2 separate regions of the Rattus norvegicus genome follow, and region 2 is linked to region 1. The links are chromatin contacts, called in public Hi-C maps. All regions are on one chromosome and are shown on one strand. The core of a region is the stretch at or near the end of the contact, and the rest is flanking DNA. Distances in the headings are between cores, read along the strand shown.

The links. A called contact is a pair of places that touch in the nucleus more often than the background predicts.
Region 2: a Hi-C map of the A7r5 cell line shows a contact between it and region 1, with 3 times the contacts expected there. The contact joins two enhancer-like sites. A contact is called at or near these places in 2 of 12 Hi-C or Micro-C datasets (the A7r5 cell line and the Rat2 cell line).

The regions. Positions count from the first base shown.
Region 1 is chr5:75,192,818-75,196,275 of GRCr8, reverse strand. No RefSeq gene overlaps it. Among named protein-coding and RNA genes, the nearest start is that of Klf4, 120 kb to the right of the region's middle. Within about 2 kb of position 1,670, at least 85 of the 93 cell types and tissues checked have an H3K27ac peak or open chromatin away from gene starts, as enhancers often do. A contact at or near this core is called in the A7r5 cell line, where this site is marked.
Region 2 is chr5:75,266,534-75,269,991 of GRCr8, reverse strand. It overlaps LOC120102882 (a long non-coding RNA gene), which reads right to left. Exons shown (of 3, transcript XR_005504779.2): 2 at 3,246-3,458. Among named protein-coding and RNA genes, the nearest start is that of Klf4, 190 kb to the right of the region's middle. Within about 2 kb of position 1,626, at least 10 of the 93 cell types and tissues checked have an H3K27ac peak or open chromatin away from gene starts, as enhancers often do. A contact at or near this core is called in the A7r5 cell line, where this site is marked.

The DNA of each region.
Region 1 (3,458 bases), core at 421-2,920:
TCTACCTGATGAAGACTTAATGTTTTCTCCTGCCAGAGCACAACACAGACCCTGAGATATTTCTGTCGTCCCTCCACCAGCCTCAGGGCATGTGCATCTGGGGAGAGGAGGAATTGGGCAGGGGGGACAAGAACAGACCATGGAGACCCTAAGATTCTGAAGCGAAGCAAAGGAGACACCAATACCTAACCTAGGACAACTGGGGTGAACTGAAATGCAAGGCCTCCTTGTGTGAGTTTTCAGAGCACCAAAGACAGAGGTGTGGAGAACAGCGGGAAAAGAGGCTTTTCTCTGCCACCCGGTGGGTGGTATGACTGGATGATATACTTGGCTCAAGTGACCATCAGCCATGGGAGGAGACTGTCAAAAGGTTCAACAGTGTGGCAGGGAAGCACAATGAGCAAGCAGCCAAGAGCTGAGCCTGTGTCTCTGGAAAGAGCCCGGTTCTTCTGAGGTTGTACAAACTTGGCCTGCCTGTGACCCTTTCCTGGGTCTCGGGAAGAAAGGCGAACAAGCTTGCCTTAGAGGTTTAAGTAGGTGACAGTGCTGTCTGAGGCTGATGAACTATCCCAAAGCTAGAAGCTCACCTGCCACACAGACAGGAACGGACCCTTTGCGATCCCTTCTGAGAAAACCGAGACATAAACCATTCTTTATGGTTGCCTCTCCTTGCAGGGGCTCCAGCCCTTTCCAAACATCCACACCTCCTTTAATCCAGGCAAACACTGAATGAGAAAAGCCTGAAAAAGTGGCGCTTTTGTGATGCGGGTAGGCGGCCTCTACCTTAAAGTCACCGGAGGCTCCTATGGGGTGGGGAACTACCTGTCACTGGCTGTTGGCTAAGCTGCCCTCAAGACTGGAGAGCATGAAGCAGCTTAGAAAACCCCTGTGGTGTGTGCTAAGTATTGCAACTCGCAGATCTAAGAGAATGTTAAGGAACCAAGAAGCCGAAGAACTCAGACAACAGAGCTAAACTTTTATTTATCCCCCATCAGCTTGATTTGGGTAGGATCTGTTGATCCAAAAGTAGTAACAAGATACAAGAAAAAAAAAAAGCGAGATGCTTTAGGCATGAAAATTGACGTTTTTCCCCTTCTTTTTTAGTTCCAAATCAAAAGGGAATTCACGGAGGAGAGACTAGAGAAGAGGAGAGAGAAAGAGAGGAGAAGAGAGAGGGGAAGAGAGGAGCCCGGAGTCCGCAGTCCGCGGGCTTCCTACCCGCAGAGCCAGGACCGAGAGCGCTTTTCCGCAGCCGCCGCGGGCTCGGAGCTTTTAAGGGTTTCTAATCCTGGAAGGCTGTCTGACATCACCCCGTTTCTTGTCGGCTGATGTTTCGTACAAGCCTCTCATTTCCTCAGCGATCTCGGAGCCGCCAATTACTGCCCCGATCTGGTGTTTATGTTTGCCCGGTCCTGCGCCTGGCCCCGCGCCCGCCCGCGAGCCTGCGTTTCCCTGGCCGCGCGGCCCGAGGGGGTGGGTGGGGGGCCCTGGCCCGCGCACCCCAGCGCAAGGGAGGGGTCCCCCTTCATTTTTTTTCATTGACTTCAGCACCATGTGATCAGGAAGTCTGGCCTCCCTCCATTTCCCCTCCCGACTGAAGGGAAACATTGTGTAGCAGCCCGCCGCGGCCACTGGTGGGATGGCCTTCGCTGGCCTGACGTAGGGGGATAAAAATAACCGGCATATTTAAGGCCGGAGCAGGAATCCCGGCGCTCACACGCGGCCTGGTCAGTTCCCGAAGCCGCCAGCAGCGCTCTGCGCAGCGAGCTGCTGCTGCGCCAGCCAGCTCGGGAGTGCCTACACCGCACATCTTGACCTTGACCTGGGGACCCAGGCCTTGGAGAGATACCTCGCAGAGCCCCTCCCCCTCCATCCTCAGCGGCCTTGAGTTCTGTGTGCTGCCTCCCTGGAGATGGGGAAGAAGAATGCACAACAGGACTGACTGCCTTAGAGAAAGTGGCCAAGAAGCCTGATGCTCCCAGGGGGTTGAGACAGCCTTTACCTCGGGGACAGTGACAACAAGTTGCCACTCCAAAAGGTGCATGCCTCCAGCCAGGCTTAAATCAAGTCCCGTCTACAACTCCCTTTTACATTGGAGCTGCGTGCTTCAAAGATTTGCAAACATGTGGGAAAGCGAGAAACAAAGAAGGCCAAAGAGCGAGAAATTTATCAAGGCCAACTTCATCAAAGAAAATAGAAAAGATCCACCATTATCGCCATTCCCCTAAAATACCAGTAGTCCGAGATAATATGATTTCCCAGAAACTTGTCCCTCAATCCAGATAATACCCACCCCACCCCACCCCCACCCCTCCAGCCAGAACACCCCAGGCTGTCACCCTACAGCCCTTCACTGCGCCCTCCAGCTATGCAGGGATCCAGAAAACAGAAAAGAAAGAAATATTCCTTGTGCCTAGCTCTGTAAGTATATCCTATCCCACAAGCAACCCCGCCCCCTCCTCGTGAACCTGTCTGCAGCTGGCATTCTCCTGTTCACAGCCTCAGGTAAACCTAGTGCCCTGTCCAAGAAGTGCCGATGCCTTATTTTACACAAAGTGAAAATGAGGCTGGAGGGAGGGAGGGAGTCAATGGGCTGATAGGACTTTGTGCACCATCTCCACTCAATTGCATCATCGCCGCCATGGCGATGTCTCACAAGTGGGAGCCCACTCCCTTCTGTGGCCCCTCCTCCCCAACTCCAATCCAATCCAGCGATGGCGATTTCTCCACTGACCTGTGCTCTGAGCCATAAACAAGCTTTTACTTCCAATTAAAAAACGAAAAGTCTCCCTGTCTTCCGTTGTCTAAAGTAACAAGATATTTCAAAATTTCTGGCAGAGTTACTCACCTAAAAAGCCAAATGTTATGAGGAAAAGGGAGCCGACACCCTCCCTCCCTCCCCCACCTTTTGGTATTTTAGAGATGACAAATAACTGTTTGTCTGGTGGAAGAGGCAAAGAAGTCTTCCTTAGGAAACACTGCAAATGTAACCACCTCTGAGGAGGGAGACTCCAAGGATAAATGTGGTTTGGCTGATTCTGCAGCTCCCAGCACACTGACTGACAAGTGCTGTTCTTGACCCATAGTAATTAGATTGAATGGATAGAAGGGCTGAGAGAAGCCAGATACAGAGGACAGAGGTGCGTCAGAACTACTTAGTCTCGAACAATCATATCCCTGGGAGAGAGGTGCCATTGTCCGTGCTGTGACTGTAGAGAAATTAGTCACTTGATCAAAGTGCCACAGGAAGGAAACCTGAGCACAGCATTTGAACTTAGGCAGCTTACTTCCAGAAGATGGGTTCTTAACTACTAGGCAAAATTCCAAAAAGCTGAAATGTTAAGAGAGGCACCCAGCAGTCCCTAAGCACCTCCTTGGTTCCACCGAGGAGGCTGGGTCCTGAAGAAGAGGAGGCTTTGTCTCTCAGGCCCCCAGATCTCAGAGAGATAAGCTTGAAA
Region 2 (3,458 bases), core at 377-2,876, 74 kb before region 1:
AGGGGAGACTTGGTGATAAAATGTAGGTAGTTCTAGCTACCTGATCTCTCCTATGCTTATCTCTTTTGTCCTGTGAACAACTCATCCTATTAATTCCATATCCTTGAAGGGTATATCCTGTCATGGCTGGAAGCATTGAAGAGGGAACCCTAGAGACTGGTATTAAAAAGAGAGCCATGATAGTCTCTCTGTCTCTGTCTCTCTGTCTCTCTGTCTCTCTGTCTCTGTCTCTCTGTCTCTGTCTCTCTGTCTCTGTCTCTGTCTCTGTGTGTGTGTGTGTGTGTGTGTGTGTGTGTGTGTATGTGTTCTCACTTTCTCATTTACAGACACACTTCTAAATTGGTAGCTGGCTTTGCCTCTGCTGTGGCAGGCAACCCTGAACCTGCTGCCACGGCTTTGGGATGGAGTACAAATATCCCCATCCAGTTGCTTCAGAGAAAACAAGAGCCAACCGCTTGCCCTAGGCATCTAGCCAGGTTCCTTTCAATCCAGGATGGGCACATGGGGACTGATCAGCAATCTCTCCTTTCCTTCTGCAAACACCCCCATGGCCAGCTGCAGGGCAGGTCCATAAGATGAGTTGGTCCCTGAGCGGATGCTCAGCTCTACACCTCAGGGCCTGGCCCAGGGCCACTCTCCTCAGGCCAACACCAGCTAGTCATCTGGAAAGGATTCCAGTCATCCACTGGACAGAGAGGGGAATCACTAAGAAAGGGTAGGATGCTGACTTCTCACCCTACAGGCCTCAGGAAAGTCACCTTGAACTGCTGTAACTATATACACACACTTCTCACCAAGTTGTCTATGTAGTTGATTGTGCTTTTCCTTAAGGGATTCTGTTTTATAAAACCAATCGTGATCTGTTTGTGGGATAATACTCTGAATGAACTCTCCACAAAGACATGCAAGTTAGTCTTCTAGTCAATTCCACAGCTCAAATATCTAGCCCCTAATATGTGAGGGAGGAGAGAGATGCTCTTTAGGGGGGAGGGGTCTAATTTGTACTTCTGCATCGAGGTGGCCCTTTCCCTCCAAATCTACCTCAGATTGGTGGTGGCCTTAAAGTGGTTTTTTTAAATGACTTTAGTAGCTACCACGGTAATGATTATTAGCACAGGGCCACTTCATGTCCAGAAGAGCAGTACGGCCCTGTGCTGCTATTTACATTCCCAACTAATCTATGTCATTACTATGCCTCAGGATTTCGCAGTCTCAGCCCTGGGGACATACGAGGCAAGGACTGGCAGGGACACTCTGTTGTACTCATCAGCAACTCTGATCGATTTCCCGCTATGTGGCCTTCTCAAAGTTGTGACAACCAAATAATTCTTGCAGGCATTACTAAGTGTTCCCTGGGCTCAACGTTGCTTCATTTTAAATGTCTCTAATTCCAAATACTAGGAAACTGGGGCAGTTCAGTTAAGCCAAGCAAGTTGCCCACTGTTGTACATGTAGTAACTCCTCCCAAGCCTGCCTGGTTCTGTTGATTTTACCAGACCATCTTCCTGTTGCAAGATAGGACTAGCTAACCAGGGACCTCTGATAGGAAGCACCAAAGGCTCTCCCTGGTCCTGCTATATCACAATTCGAACACCCTAAGATCCGTGGCATGCAAGCACAGCCTCCCCAGCAGCCTGGCTGAGCAAAAGGCCAAGCAGCTTGGAAAACAGTTACTCACGCTCTGGCCAGGACTGGAAACATCATCAGTGATAAATCATATCTCTTAATTATCTGCGATCCTGAGGCCAGCCAAGATTTCCCTCTGGTGACAAATATTTGCTACAAGACACACACCCCAATTCCCCCCCAGAGGAGAAGCAGTGCAAAGAGAGGTCTGAGCTGGCTTCCTGTCAGCCCTGCTGTCCACCCAACCCTCAGGAGCTGGGTCCCTGCCTGGGCATGTCTCTTTTTGAAATTCCCAGCTTTCTGTCGGTATTGTGTGTTCTCAGACAGTTCCCAGATCAGAGATTCATTCACTTACGTCTGTCAGGGAGGAAACAGAAAATGGAAGGGCACAGAGTCTAGGTTCACGCCAACGTGGGTCTGTGACAGGAAAGGCATCTCCTCTTGGTCAGAGCCTTTCTCAGTGTAAAGCTGCTTCCATACATGTCAGCCCCCACGCCTGCTAGTCTTTCTAGGGCTCTCTTGAGTCTTATTACCATTCACTCCTCCCAGTAGCCACAGTCATACTGAACCTATTGATAAGTTTTTAAACATGATTACATATATTACTGCTTTCCTCTCTTCGTTGACCAGAAACACCTTTTCACAATCTGAAATCTACTCTAAATAAATTCCCTCAGTCCCAACCCAGATCAAGTTTATTACCCTTTCTTCTGATCCCTCTGCAGCTTGCACAGACAGTTTAACCTAATGTCCACTGACTTGCAGCAGATATTCAAATTATTTTTTCCCCAGGGTCTTCTTTCTCACAAAGCTTGGTTTTCATTGGCCTAACAATGTGCTTGGGTGTTCCTCTCAGAAGGAACTACAAAGAGCTTTCTGGTGTTCAGAGGCCCTAATTACACACCATTCATGGGACTGTTCAAGAAGTCCCATCATTAGGGGTTGGGGATTTAGCTCAGTGGTAGAGCGCTTGCCTAGCAAGCGCAAGGCCCTGGGTTCGATCCCCAGCTCCGGAAAAAAAAAAAAAGAAGTCCCATCATTTTGTATGAGAACAACTGAATTCCCATTACAATTGGATGTCTCTGACAAGGAGCTAGGCTAATTGAAAGTACTTAGCCATGCTTTGTCCCTCTCTTCTTCATGTCAAAATGTTGAAGGATCTGTTATATACTTCTGTGGATCAACCTCCTGAGAGAAATCCCCAGCTACCCTGAGACCTGCCACAAAATTAACTGGGACTCAGGTGTAGCTATAGCTGTCAAAGTCATGGTGAGGGAGGGCTGAGCAGGTTTTAAAGAACAATCTGTCTGTATTGGGAACCAAGGAGACTGTTCAGTGAGCAAAGCATTTGCCCTAGTGGTGTACATGGGAGTCCAGCACTGGGACAGCAGAGATATGCAGATCACTGAAGCTTAGTGGCCAGCCAGGCTGACCTAATTGTGAGCCCTGGGTCCCAGTAAGAGATCATGTCTCAAAAAAACAAAAACAAAAACAATGTGTGTAGTTTGAAAAGAATGACACCAAGGCTGACCTCTGCCCTCCATATTCACAAATACACACACACACACACACACACACACACACACAAGAGCTCACGTGACCACACACACAAACCCTACCTTGCATACCCCAAGCTGGCTTTCTGCCCTTCAAAACTATCCCGAATGTGTCTGTTCCAATGTGTCCTTGAACTTACATGGCCGGTAAGGCCAGGCACAGATGGCCTATTGCAGAAGCTAGGTTTGTTACGTTTCTTAATACATTCCTCAGAAGCAGATGTGGGGGTATCACAGAAGGGTACCACTGTGCCTTTATGTCTTCAACACCGTGAA